2 separate regions of the Mus musculus genome follow, and region 1 is linked to region 2. A link is a contact called in public HiChIP or PLAC-seq data. All regions are on one chromosome and are shown on one strand. The core of a region is the stretch at or near the end of the contact, and the rest is flanking DNA. Distances in the headings are between cores, read along the strand shown.

What was found. HiChIP or PLAC-seq counts read pairs in DNA pulled down with a chosen protein or histone mark.
Region 1: a contact with region 2 is called in an H3K27ac HiChIP or PLAC-seq map of double positive thymocytes, with 4 times the contacts expected there. The contact joins the promoter of Mical3 here to the enhancer-like site in region 2. A contact is called at or near these places in 1 of 39 promoter capture datasets (embryonic stem cells), 1 of 15 datasets of contacts at CTCF or cohesin (pro-B cells), 18 of 115 datasets of contacts at active chromatin or transcription factors (the NIH/3T3 cell line, T-cell acute lymphoblastic leukemia, bone marrow-derived macrophages and 12 more) and 4 of 9 other capture datasets (adipose tissue, embryonic stem cells, liver and 1 more).

The regions. Positions count from the first base shown.
Region 1 is chr6:121,128,065-121,135,021 of GRCm38.p6, forward strand. It overlaps Mical3 (microtubule associated monooxygenase, calponin and LIM domain containing 3), which reads right to left and starts at 2,958. Exons shown (of 32, transcript NM_001270475.1): 1 at 2,706-2,958.
Region 2 is chr6:120,926,628-120,934,036 of GRCm38.p6, forward strand. Mical3 (microtubule associated monooxygenase, calponin and LIM domain containing 3) reads right to left here. Exons shown (of 32, transcript NM_001270475.1): 32 at 4,919-7,409. Among named protein-coding and RNA genes, the nearest start is that of Bid, 14 kb to the left of the region's middle. Within about 2 kb of position 3,899, at least 42 of the 459 cell types and tissues checked have an H3K27ac peak or open chromatin away from gene starts, as enhancers often do. A contact at or near this core is called in T-cell acute lymphoblastic leukemia and double positive thymocytes, where this site is marked.

The sequences.
Region 1 (6,957 bases), core at 1,708-4,207, 200 kb after region 2:
TAGGAGCCCCAGGGTAAGTGGAGGCATTGTCTCCAGAGAGCAGGGCAATTCAACCAGGAGACAATATAATTGTGCGCTCGTGTGTGTGTGTGTGTGTGTGTGTGTGTGTGTGTGTGTGTGTGTGTCCGCACTCGCGCGTGCATATGACATGCCTTAACAAGACTAGAAGAACAGTAAGTAACAGAATGATGGAGGTGGTTTTAAGTCTGGGGTTGCTTGGTAAGCAAGCACAAGGAGAAGTTTGTCCAAGTCACTCACTGGGAATGTGGAGACAGAGTAATATGGTACAGTACGTGGGAGAGCTGTGGCCATTCTGTGTGAGTATCCTCCTGCCCCACCCCCCTTAGCCTGGCATAGGAGGCCTTGTGATCCCAGCCGGGTGGGTGGGTGCTCTTTATGTGGTCACTTAATTCTCTTTCCAATTTATGAAGTGAATGACGGGAGCCAGGCTTTCGGAATAGGCAGCACTGTCTGTCATTTTCCGCCCCTACCCCCAAGACTTTAACCCTTTCTCAATCTAATCAAAATTAATGAGAATGCCCTAGAAAGCTGTGATGGGGGAAAAAAGTCCTAGCACCAGCTCACACGTCATAGTTTTAGTTTTTAGTTTATGAGAATCTTATGTAGCCTAGGCTGGCCCAGAACCCAACATAGAGTGGAGAATGGCTCCAGATCTTCCCGCCACTACCCCTCAAGTGCTGGGCTTATGGGCATGCCCCACCCGCTGCCCTGACCTTGTAGGCTGGCTCTGACTTCTCAGGCCTGGAGTGTGAGGCCTTACCTAATTTCTGTGAGCACAGCAGCCTTTGGGGAACTTGCTGCGCAGTTTCTGCCTCCCACCTGCTTCCCAGCATTTATGACTTATGAATATTTATGAGATAGCTTTAGAATGCAAAGTTTAGAAGCCCTTTGCTTCCTGGTCTATGAGTGTATTTGTGAAGAGAATGCTACCCTAGTTATCCAGTTCTCGGAAAATGGAAATTTTTACTATTTCCCTTTCGGTGTAGGAGGGCTTTAAAGCCATAATGAATTCAGTCTTGAAAAGGATTAAGACTATAATTTCTAGGTCAAATTGTTTGCTTTTTTTCCTTTGTTCTAATGCCTACCATATTCTTGCCTTCTCTTTCTTTCACTCTCTTCTTTCCTCAAGATCTAATATAGACCAGGCTAGCCTCAAACTTGCTCTATAGCTGTGTGGCCTTCAACCTGTGATCCTTTGTGACCACCTCCCAAATGCTGGGGTTCCAGGCGTGAATCACCGTGTTCCATCCACCTCTTTCCAGCAGCCATGCTTCTTGCGGCTGAAGAGTGGGACAGTTATGTGTGACTCTGCTAAGCACACAGACACGGACCCCATTTCTACAGGAACCCGCAGTTTTCCCTCTGCAGTCCCGCAGAGGCTCACATTTCCTTTTCTCCTTGGTCTGGAATATAGGTCAGAACATTTCTTCAGAGAAGGAGCCCATTCTGAGAGAGGCGCGCCCTCTCTGCTTCGAAACATCCCTCTCGCCCTCAGCTGCTTCAGGTAGTCAGAGGTCCTGCCTGCCGAGGTCCAGCCTCGGCTCCTGCATGCTTTCTTCCACACAGCGGCTAGTCGCGCATCACAAAAACAATATACCCCGCCCTCCAGCAGCAGCGTACGGAGTTCACCTGTATACGTCATCCTGATTAGAATGGTGGCGGGCAACCTCGGTGCTTTAGAATCACTTGGGAAGACCCCAGTAGCTAGGGCGGACTACTGCAGGGGCCAGCAGTGCAGCCGTCCCTTTATCGCTCATTCCATCTAGGTCTCTCCCCCTTTTCTCCTGTCTTTCCAACGCGATACATTCTAAACACTTCGTCCTAGTGCCATGGCTAGGCAAGAATAGATTGGGGGTGGGAGGTGGGAGAGGAGGGGTTGACGGGGGTGGGGGTGGGGGGGGGAGAGGACCTGACGAATATACAGAAAGTACTTTGCCCTGGAAACATGCTCCCTCGGTTCTGAAACAAACGCAGTGCTCCGAAAGTCTCTTTTCGCCCTTCCATTGACTTCCAGAGGGGAACCAACATAACCATCCCTTTGTTAACGCTCGACAGAGGCTGACTTGCGCCGAGTCCTCCGCAGCCAGGGGCACGTGCATGCCTGTGCTTGTGGGGATGGCATCTCTGGCCTGTTTACCCGGTTGTGGAGGCGAGCGCCGGCGCCCTCTACTGGACCGAAATGAATGTCCCTCCGAGTGTAACAATTGTCGCCTGTGGATGAGCTAATGGATTCACATTGAGCTTGCAGGAAGGACACGGTGTCGTGAGGATCCCCGGGCAGTCCTCCGACTGGCATACCACTGGCTTGCCTAGGGATGTTATTTCTTTGGTGGGGGTTGTGGGGGGGTGTTAAAGAATAAAGAAAATTGGACGGTATTGGCTAAGAAACTGAGCGCTGTGTTTCTCAGTCTTTGGGGCGTGTGCTTATGGTGCACGGTATCCGCTGATGGGGCGTTGTGCGGTAAAGGAGACAAGGATACCCGGGTGTAGCTCCCACTGCTTAAGAGAGCCATGCGTTTAAAGGCAGACAGAATTGTTCCAAGAATCCCACATATGTCAGAAAGGCAAAGCAAGGCATAAACAATTGAAAGATGTGATAAATATTTTTAAAGGCGTCAATCAAGACACAGAACCTTTTTCTTTAAGGGGTTTGCTCACCCAAGGGGAGATTTGGTGGTACTTACGGACTTGGGGCTTCACACCCGCATCTTCCTCGCCGGTGAGAGCTTGCCTCCCCAGATTGGCTGGTCCTCAGGACACAGGTGCTGCTGTTGTGGCTGCATGCATCCTGAGTGTGGTGACTCCACCTTCCAGCTAGAATCCCATCAAAGGTTCTCACTCAGAAGCCCCGAGGCACACTTCTTTCATCGGAGCAGCGAAGAAGGAACGAAGAACCCGGGGTCTGCCTCTGTCTGTCCTCCCTCACCGCTGCATCTCAGCTAGGGCTGCAGAAAGTGCCGTAGCAGAGCTGTCTAGGGCTCCTCGCGGTTGCCACGGTAACCAGGAGCAGGCGCCTACCCTGGTGGCTGGGGAAGGCTGTGGAGGAAAGGTAACGGATAAGCGATGATGCGTTGGCCTCTCTCCTGGGCATCGGTTGAGCCTCAAGTGACCCAAATGAAATGAAGTTCCAGCACAGATAAATCGTTCTTTCGACTCAAACCTAAATCCAAACCCGAACTACCCCTGCTATCCTTTTTCTCCTCTTTTCCCTCCCCAGTCAACACACACAGGAACATCATAAGGATTAGAAATTCCAGCACTATCCCAGGCGCCCTGCCCCAGAGGATCCCGCTGCACACAGAACAGAATGTTTGCTAGGCTTGCTCTTGAAAACAGAACTCCCAGCGGGTGCCAGCCGCGGGCGAGCTCCGGGGAGCTAGAGAAGGGACCAAGCAAAGGATGCTAATGGGAGGGTCATTTAACCTCTTTGAGCCCTAGGATCAAAGATACAAAGTTGTCTTAGAAAATGCTTATCAAATTAAGTTGTTCTTGTTACAATGTTAATTTTGATCGTGAACGCAGGCTTTGATCCCCAAAGACTCAATCCAAAGGCCATAATCCTAAGTGATAAAATATCTCTAAATTCTAAACCCTGAAAGATTAACACCTTAACAATATAATTATTCTGGAAAACAATTTTATTTCTTTTTATTCTTTCCTTTTTAAAAGGCAAGAGTCTCATTAAATATGGAAGGCTGGCTTTGAACTGTATATTAATAGTTAAGGGTGACTTTGAACTCCTGACCCTCAAACAAACAAAAACAACACTAAAATACTAGAGAGAAAAATTTTTTCAGTGAAGAACTGGGGAAGCAACTCAGGACATGGGGTTCTTATTCACTATGTAAGAGTTCTGTATCCAACAATGAGGGAAACAGAAAAGCAAAAACAAAAAGTTAAAAAGAAATTGGACAAAAAAAAAAGTGTACTTCAAGAACAGATTAAGCCAGATGTAATGGTGCACACCTTTAATCCCAGCACTTGGGAGACAGAAGCAGGTGTATCTCTGTGAGTTTGAGGCCAGCCTGGTCTACAGAGTGAGTTCTATGACAGTTGGAGCTTAATAGTGAGACACTGTCTCCAAACGAAACAAAATAAAAGGAAACAGAAGGTTAAAGGACTGAAGCAAAGGCTCAGTGGTTAAGAGCATTGACTGCTCTTCCAAAAATCTAGGCTTGATCCCTAGCACCTACACGGTAGTTAACCACCATCTGTAACGCCAGCTCCAGGGGTTCCAATACCCTCTTCTAGACGTCATGGACAATGGCATGTACCTAGTGCACAGATATGCATGCAGGAGAAACACTCATATATACATACACACATGAGAGAGAGAGAGAGAGAGAGAGAGAGAGAGAGAGAGATTCAAGGGGGCAATGAGGACTCAGCAAAGAAAGGTACTTACTGCTCAGACTGACAACCTGATTTTGGTTTCTAGAACCCACATGGTAGGAGAGAATGGAACCCCAAGTTCCATTAGGAGGTCAGAGTACTCCTAATACTCCCCCACAAAATAAATAAAATTAATGAATTAAACATAGATCAAAAGCGGTAGTCCACAAAAGCTGGCTAACTTCCATGATCATTAACTATAAGATCCTGCATCGTGGTGATGCTTAGAGATCTCCTGGGATAACCCAGCCCCATCCATTTTCCATCCAGCATGGCTCTTTTGAAAATTCCTCTATGATTTTATACACACCGACAAGAGCATTCCCTATTAAATGCTCCCATCTCCCAGGCCTGCTTCTGGGCTGTTTTGGGCATATGGCACCTGTTCCACACGTTCTCATATACAGACCACAGGCTGGCAGAAACAAACCTGGTGAGTGAGCGGTAATAGTATTGCCTACGTGGCTTCCTGCCTTACTGTGCCTGTAATTATTTTCCAACCAGTTAGAAGCTTGGCTGGCTTCTTCAGGCTAATGCAGCTTTTAATTCATTAAAAGCTCCTGGAATTCCATCAGCTGGATGGAATGCCAATGTAGATAAATGATCTTTATTTTGTTCTGGGAGTCTCTCCACACAGCCCTGGCTGTCCTGGAACTCACTCTGTAGACCAGGCTGGCCTCAAATTCGCAGATATCTCCTGCCTCTGCCTCCCGAGTGCTGGGATTAAAGGCATGTACCACCACCTTCTGGCTTTTTCCTTCTTTTAAAGTCAGAGTCTGGGTAGCCCAGGCTGGTCTCAAACTTAAGTTTTCTTGCCTCTGTCACAAGAGTGCTGAGCAAAATGAAGCCTGTTTACATGACGTTTTCATCTCTCTTCCCTCAGTCATCTGACCTCTCCACCAAACACAATTATTGGACTGGATGGGACAAAAATAAACTTTATTGGTAATTTCTTGAACTTCATTTACCAAATGCTTGCTCATTCCTGATTCCAAATCTATCATGGTTTCGAGATACATATGGAATGTTCCCTCCTTTTTCTTTTTTTTTTTCTACAAAATTAAGCAAACACACACACGTATTAAATGATTTGCTATATAGTCATTAATGCGTGATTAGGGAAATAAGTTTCAGAATTTTCAGATCTGTGGGACATGAATTGTTTATATCTGATTAAAAAAAAAAAAACAGTGGGGACACATGTTGGCCAAGTGTGAAGCAGGGGCTAGTTCTTCTATGCAAATTTGTTAAGAAATGTAAGAGGGCTCTCTGCTTTGACAGTCAAATCCCTGACTGAGACTAGTTTACCCTTTACCTTGCTTCACAGGGAGGGAGGGAGCCCTGTGTCAGCTGGAATCTTTGCTTCAGAATGCCAATGGGCTTGCTGAGTTCTTTTTATTCACTTATAAGGTGTGAAAAGACCTTTTCTTTTTCTTGAGGCGGGGCTCTTGAGGCTGACCCCCAAACCCATCCTCCTGCCTCTGTCTCCTGAATGCAGAGATTGTGTATCGCTATAACCAGCTAAGGGGCAATCTTTTGAAGGCAGCATGGTGTTGTGTGAAAGAGTAGAGAGTAGTAAGAAAATAATTCGACAATTGTTTTGTGTACATCCAAGAATGCAGTGATTTGGTCTCAGAATCTAGCTTTCTACACTCCTAGATACATCTATTACATCAGGTACAGTTTTGACTTTCAGGATTTCTAATCTTCCTTCCTTCCTTCTTTCTCCTTTTTTTTTTTTAATTTTATTTTTTTATTTTTTTTATTTTTCCAGACTGTGTAGCCCTGGCTGTCCTGGCACTCACTTTGTAGACCAGGCTGGCCTCAAACTCAGAAATCCACCAGCCTCTGCCTCCTGAGTGCTGGGATTAAAGGCATGCACCACCACGCCTTGCCCTTCTTTTTCTTTTGTGTCCTTTGACTTTCGTTTTTGTTTTGAGACAAAGTCTCACTGTGTAGCCCTGACTGGCCTGGAACTGCCATGCAAACCAGGCTGGCCTCAAACTCAGAGTTCTGTCTGCCTTTGCCTCTTGTGCTGGGGTTAGAAGTGTGCATTACCACGAGCTGGTTTTGAGATAGAGACTCCTGTAGTCAGACTGGCTTTGAACTGCTGATCTTCCTGCCCCTGCTTCCCAGGTCCTCCAGTTACACATTCCTTGGATTGTAATTTTAGAAATTTTGACTTTTGAGGATTTCAACTTTCAGAATTTGGGCATTTAGAATCCATCTCCTTTTGGGACTTTGATGAGCACTGGATGAGGTGGCAGGGACCATGGAGATTGACACCTGGCTCCCTACCTAGGGTTAAAATTGAAGAGCCCCTTCTAGGGTTCAATTTCTATGCCTCTCCAGTTCTGGGAGCACACCTTGATGCTGGACCCTGAGTGGTGTCTGTCAAGTTTCCAAACAGCTCCCTGCATCGTTGTGGCTCATGGAACTTGGGGGAAAAAAAAAATCTACCAATAACACTGTAGCAAGTTGGATGGAAGACAGGATGATTAAACACATTCCTGTGAGCATGCACACAATACAGATGTGGCATTG
Region 2 (7,409 bases), core at 2,649-5,148:
GTAGCCATAGCTAGTCTGGAGTTCATTGTGTAGACTAGGTTGGCTTCTATCTCAGAATGCTATCTGCTTCTGCTTTCCCAAATATTGATATTAAAAGTTAATGTTTAATAAACTCCATACCCACTGTGAACCATCTCAGTGTCTCCCTGAATCTTCATCTGAGACCTTTTACTGAGACAATGAAAGGTGTTGAGGGGCTGGGCCAGCCTCCCACACCATGCCCAGGGTGCCTTCATCCCATGCTGTCTGTAGCTTGCAGGCCTGGAAAGTCAGGTGGGTGTGAAGACAGGAGACAGCAGACAAATCCTGCTGGAAGAAAGATCCTGGACCAAGGTCTGGGGGCTGGAAGGGAGGTCCTGTCACTTACATCTGAACTGCAGTGTCACTCACATCTCTGCTGAGGTGGCACTTTGTCCTCTGCTTCAGGAGGGTGGGCGGGATAGATGGAGCCCTGGTGTGACTCAACACCTATAGTAAGTCAGAAGCCCTGTGTGGGATTTCCCAAGTTTCAACCCCTGGCTGTGCCTTGGGACGCTTTGATCTGCTCTAACAGTCACCAGGGAGGATGCCCAGCTCAAGGAAGGAAAAAACAGAGACCTGGAGAGCTGGCTTCTCAAAGCCACATAAATGTCTCTTCCTAGGGTCTGGCCACAGCTCACACGAACTCCTGGGAAAGGAGTGGGAAAATGGCTGGCTTTTCCAAAGAGCCAGGCCCCTCAACATTTGCCCCGAGGTGGATCTGATCATGGCTCACAGACCATCTTCTGTATTGCTCTGCTCTTTCCAAAGTCAGCTCTATCTATCTATCTATCTATCTATCTATCTATCTATCTATCTATCTATCTATCCATCCATCATATTTTTTTCAAGCTAGGGTTTCTTTGTGCAGCTCTGGCTGCTCTGAAACTCACTTTGTAGAGAAAACTGTCCTCAAACTCAAAGATCCCTTTGTCTCTGCCTCCTGAGTTATGGCGTTAGAGGTGTGTACCACCACTGCCCAGTAACTTTTATTTTTTTAAGGCTTAAGCTGGCCTAGAAGACAGTACATAGTCAGGGAGACCTAGAACTATGCCAATCCTCCTGCTTCAGCCTCCTGGGTGTGAGCAATCAGGCTCTGAGTTTTGTCTTTGTTATTGATACATGACATGGACATGCTATTTCTGTCCATAGTTCTTTTATGACATCAAATCCGAACCCTGGTTTCCTTCCTCTCCTTCACTCTCTGCCTTGGGATCCAGATGTCCTGGGGAATTCCAAGAAAGTGAGCAGGGACAGCTTCTGGGTTGGGCTCTGAGCAGGGCCAGACTGGCATGTGACTGTGACTCAGAGCCTGGGGGGGGGCACACAGTACACAGCAAGTGCCATTGGCTCTTTTCTGTCCCACCACCATTTGATGGGGCAAAGACTTAGGAGATAGAGAGCTAAGTTCAAGATCAGCCAGCTGGATAGTAGCCAGGCTGGGCCGACGCCAAATCAGATCCCTAGAGCTCTTCATGTTACAGGGCCAAGTGACCTATAAAACATTTCCTCCTGGAGAGGTACAGAGACTCAAAGGATCATCATTAGTGAACATAAGAACAAGAAGGGCCTGGGTGAAGCCTCCACTGCCTTGGAGGCAAAGGAGTTTTAAATCATGGGCTCACAATTAAATATATGATATATATAACCTATATATAATATCTATGTTATATACATCTGTATATATGTATACAAGTACATATATATCATACCTGTATATATCCTATATATAGGATACTAAAACACATTATATAATATATGCTAATAACAATTAAAAATAATAAAGAGTATTTTAAAATTTATTTGCATTTATTTACGGGTGCATGAGGGACAGTATGTAGAGGTCAGCTTTCTTCCTACTGTATGTTGGAAGACTGAACAGGGTTGCTTCTGCCTACTAAATCTGAGCCATCTTAATGGCTGCACTATTGGCTTTCAGCTTCCAGAAAGAAAGACAGCAAATAAAAGGGCCTGTGTCAGGGTGGCCCTTTCCTACATTGCTGAAGGCAGGGTCTGAATCAGGAATGGGAACCTCACAGGACCCTGATTCATGGTTGCTGTAGGACCGCTGTGGTCCTGGGAAAAGCAGCCAGTCTACATCTGTTTGGAAGATCCCTCAGACTGGTGAGTGGTGCTGGCCCCTTGAATCAGCCCGATACCAGACTCCGAAGGAAATGGTGACCTTGAAGCCTGGGGGCTGACCAGGGATGTTTGGATATGGATGGCCTGACTTAGCTGCTGGCGAGGTAAGGTCCATCGGACTTGAGATGACTTCTATTTATTTCTTTGTCCTTTTTGATTTTGACGGAGGTTCTCAAGTCATCCAAGCTGACCTCACATTTGCTTACGTACCCAAGAATGAACTTCCTTCAACTTCTGGTCCTCCTGCCTCTCACCCTTCCAAGTACCGGGCGAGGTGTGGGCCATCACGCCTGGGTTTCTGAAGCACTCGGCTTTGTGCAAGACTGACCGGCACTCTACTTTTTAAGCTGTGCCTGTTTAAATCATCCAGAACACGCACACGCGTGATTTCAGTGTTTCAGAGATTCGTACTGAACATTATTTACTTTGGTTTGGCTGCGTGCTTGTGTGCACACCACATACATGCCTGGGGCCCTTGGAAGCCAGGAAGAGGATGCCAGATTCCCTGGAACTGGAGTTCCAGATGGTTGTGAGCTGCCATGATGTGCATGCTGGAAATCACACTTAGGTCCTCTGCAAGAGCAAGCAAGTTATTTCTATTACTTTAAACTGTGTGTGATATATCTGTGTGTGGGGTGTGTGCACCTGAATGCAGTGCCCTTTCCAGCCAGGATCCAGTATTTTTAGATTAACCCCCCAAATTTCTATATAAGAACTGTGTAACTTCAGGCTGGAGAGATGGTTTGGTAGTGAAGAGCACTTGCTTTTACAGAAGACCCAAATTAAGTTCCCAGCCTATGGCAGGCAGCTCACAACTCCAGCTGCAGCTCCAGTTTCAGGGGCCTCTGACCTCTCTAGTTACTGCTGGCACCTGTACTGACGTTCATAGACCCACAGACACACATATACACAACATTTAAAACAAAATAAATATTTTTCTTTTTTTTTTTAAAGAGTTGTGGAATTTACACTGTGTGTGTGTGTGTGTGTGTGTGTGTGTGTGTGTGTAATAGAAACTTCTCAAGTCTTCCACACGTCTCCTGTCCTTCTCATCTCCTCCCTCAACCTCTGTAGAACATTCGATACCTCGCATGGGCAGTAAGGTGCTCACAGCAGAGGGCTGTCTCTTACTGGGGGAGGTTTGCCTACTCACCAATGATAGGGATCAGTCTCTATAACAGAGCCAATAACCAGTCTGGGAGACCAGACAGAGGGAGCCTGGAAATGGATCTCTGAATTAAAAATACCACCTTGCTGTGAAATCTATTTTATAAGAGGAAGAATGGGCTGGGGCTCCCTAGGTTAGTGTTTTATGGCCTTCTGTTGGAGGCCTCTGTAGAGAAAAACCCTTTCTGAACTTCAAAGACCCTCCAGAGGACAGCCACTTGCTGTTGTTACCTCTCCTGGGTCAGGAGGGAGGTGGCCCCCACTGTTCTCAGGCTTCTGTGGCTCCTGACAGAAAAGATGCTCCCATAACACTCTCCAGAGCCCAAGCCCCCTTGTCTGGAAGCTTCTCCTGAGCCTCTATACTTACATGCTCCCCCAAACCTTTCCTCTCCAGCAAGGAACAAGTGTGTGTGTGTGGGGGGGGGAGGCAGTTGGCATCTGTGTGCTCAGTCCCACCTCTATACAGCTGGGGGGCCACATCCCCATGGTCTGAGGCTGGCCTAGGCCTGAGCAGTATCCTTACCACACACCCTCTCACACAGGCACATAGCCATTCTTCTCTCCGCTTTTCTGACAGGAGTCAGCTGGGCTGGCTGAGGCCAGGAGTGGTGGTTTCTCAGGAGCCTGTTTCTGACTGCCTGCTTAAAACTACCGTTTCCTGCCACCTGGGAATGAAAGTGTACCCAAGAGCCACACCTGCTCCTCAGCCTTATCTCCTGTGAAACCCTCTGGGGCCAGGGTGGTGGTGGTGGTGATGGTGGTGGGGAACCCCGGAGTACAGTAAGTCCCTCCAAGGCTGGCTACTTCTAGTCCCCCTACTTTATCATCTCCCATTATGCATGGGCCCCTGACCAGTGGACTTTCTCTCTGGAACAGCTGGTGATCCAGCTGTGGTGACTGTGACGGTCCTCTGGGCCACATAACTGCCATTTTGGGGAATTCAGTTTCACCCCCTTGTAAAAGATCATCCCAGCTAGGTTTGTCATGGAGGGGTGGGAAGAGTCCCGCAGTACTCAGTTGTGGCCTACTACTTGTTATACACAACTCTGTCTTCCTTATACATACTGGGCCTCGGGGCAGGGCTGGTTATACAGGGAGGGTGAAGACAGGGGAGAGAGGCTCTATCTATGTGGCTACAGGGAAGCCCTCATCTCTGCTGGGCAAAGTCTTTCCAGGTGAAGTGTTTCTGTGGGGAGAGCCCACACCCTGATAAGTAACCTCTACTCTGTAGGGAAGCCCAATAAACATTGCTCTCCCAGAATGACCTTTGCTGGAACCATGCCTTGGTTTGCCATTGGGACCTTAAGAATTTCAGCAACACCAGTCTGTTTTTTAAAGATAGGGTCCTGGAACTCACAACGTAGACCATGCAGGCCTCCAACTCACAGCGATCTAGCTGCCTCTGCCTCCTAAGTACTGAGATTGAAGGCGTGTGCCGCCATCCACCCCACAGTAGCACCTGTCTTAAGAAACTGGCTCTGGTTGCCTTGGCCATTACTCAGTGTTTCTTATTAAGCAGGGCTGCTATGGAGAATTCTCAAGTCCCAGCTACTGACGGCTAAGTCAGGATAACACAGGGGATTCAAAAAAATCACAAACCAAATGAAAAGCTCTATTCTCTGAGAATCCTTGTCTGCATACACTCACTGATAATCACCAAATGATTTGTGTTCAGTATCACTCACCTGAAAGGAAGGTGCTAAGTATGCCTTAGCTCAATGCCAAGAGCAGAACAATGACTTCAGAAATACATTTTTCATTTCTTTAAAAAAAAAACCGAAACAAAACAAAACTTTATTGCGCATAAACCAGCCATTCCCTCTTGTGGGTCATGTTACCATCTTTCAAAAGAAAAAAATTTTTAAATGTGGTACTGGGGGTTGAACCGTGGGTCTTATGCATGCTGAACACACATTCTACCACTGAGCTATAGTCCCAGCGCCCCCAAGATTTGTTGCCCCCACCTCTACTCTCCTGTCCCAGTGACATATGTCTTATTTTTTAAAGTCTACATCTGCTGGTCAAAATTACGTTAAGGATGGCTGTTGGAGGCAGAGATATCAACTGAGCAGGGTCAGAACCTGGGTTGGCCACGCTCTTCTTTGGGAGCCACGGGCTGCCTTCTGCTTGCGCTCCAGGGACAGAGGTTAGAGCCTCATGTACTGTCCTTAGCCTTGAGTTTGGGTTTACTCAAAAGCACTCTAGCACTGTATGTGTGGATGAAGTGTATACATCCCTCTCTTCCCTGCCTTCAAGTGAAGACATAATTCCTGGGAAGAACGCATGACCAGAGCTGTATGCATTTCCAGAGGTGGAGAACACTTCGCGTCTCGTTCCCGGGCCACTGAAATCAACTGCAAACTAGTGGTTACAAACTGGTAGCCTAAAAAAAAAAGTGCTCTGTGGGATTCTGAAGTCCTCGTGTCGTCACGACTGGAGAACTGCGGGACGTCTCCCAAGGCTGGTGGATTTCTGAGGCCCTCCTGCGAAGTGTTCTGCCCACTTTCACTGGAAGCAGCGTGTGCTTTGGAGAGATCAACACGTCATGGCTGACCAGGACAGAGGTGGAAGGGAACATCTGGTGCAGAGCTCTGAGAGGCAGCTAGAGATGCAGCGTGCCCCTGCATCCTTCTTGAGTCGCTCGGGAAATGGTTTCCTTGTTCTGGGTTAGCAGGAATGACAGGGCTGAGCTGCGTGGGATTGCCGCCGGTGGCACTGCAGAGGAGGACAGGGTCAAGGAGAAGGCCACACAGGCGATGAAGGTCCTGTCCAAAGTCCAGTTTGATTGGCAGATTGTGGTTGAAAATAGAATCCAGAACATCCTCCTCTGATGGAATAAAAATAGCGATGCCGCCATATCAGAGTCCAGGAAGTGATGACGTCAGCGCTGTGGCGGTTGCTAGCAGCACATCTGGGTTTCCACAGGAGAGATGGCAGCTTTTGCGCAAGGTGAGAAGTAAGATAGCTGTTTGCTCCTCTGGAGTTGGGTGGATGGATGTTCAAGTTGAGGCACAGTGTGGTTCCCACGGGGAGTCCAGGGTCAGTGTGGGCCCTTGGCTGTTGTCTGCACTGGCCCCTCCCACAGGCCCAGCTGGCGTGCCCTTTCCAGATTGGTATGGTACCAATGGACTGGTCCATAGGTGGCTGCTGTTTTGAAGGAGAAGCACCCTGGCTCCAACTGCTGGTCTCTGGCTGAACCATGAGAAATGAACAGCTTGGCTTATGGATCTAGTTACATGGTGCTGACTGGCTCCTGCCAGGCCAAGAAAATCCTGATATAGGCAGAGAAGATTGGAGTGGCCGGTATGTTGAGGTGAGACCAGCACACATGTTCCTGTCTAGCTGGGGCTGAGCATCACACTCTACTTGGTCCCAGCAAGCATGAAGAGGGGCTAGCCTCAACCTTTAACATATGTACAGGAGGTAAAACCTTGGCAGCAAAATTGGACAAAGTGGGGTCCACAGAGCCAAGATTCCCAAAAGACCAGAACAACCTGTCTCGAGGCCTGGCCTCCTGGCTCCGAAATGCATCCATACAGAGAGGCTATTCTCCTGGAAAAGTCCAGTGGCAACAGGAACAGGGTGCCGGGTAGAGGAGGGGACGGCAAAGCTGTGAACAAGGACCCACAGGGCCCTGGGCTGCTCCCTGGTGCCAAGCAGGTCGGTAACACTATTAAGAAGGCTAATAAATAGATGCGTGTAACAAGAATCAGGGCAATTTTGCATCAGGTTGCATGGGATGTACAAAGACCTTCTTGCCACTCCCACGCGCAGGTGACAGGCAGTGTCTCTTAGTAAAGGTATAAAAAAATGACATTGCTCACTTTCAAGTATTAAAAAAATAAGTTAATTGACAAAAAAAAAAAAAGGGTCCGAAGTGGCTGAGTGTCTGGCCAGGCTGTCAGTCTCGTTTCAATGTGCAAACACAGGAAAACACCAAGGAGAGCCATCTCCTGTACAGATGTGGGTGCTGACCAGGGACTGCGCCTCTCGGTCAAAAGTAGTGGGGTTGGGGGAGGGGTTGACAGGTAGGGCTTCCTTCAGCTCTCCCAAAGTCAATACTTTCCAGTGTCAAAATGGTT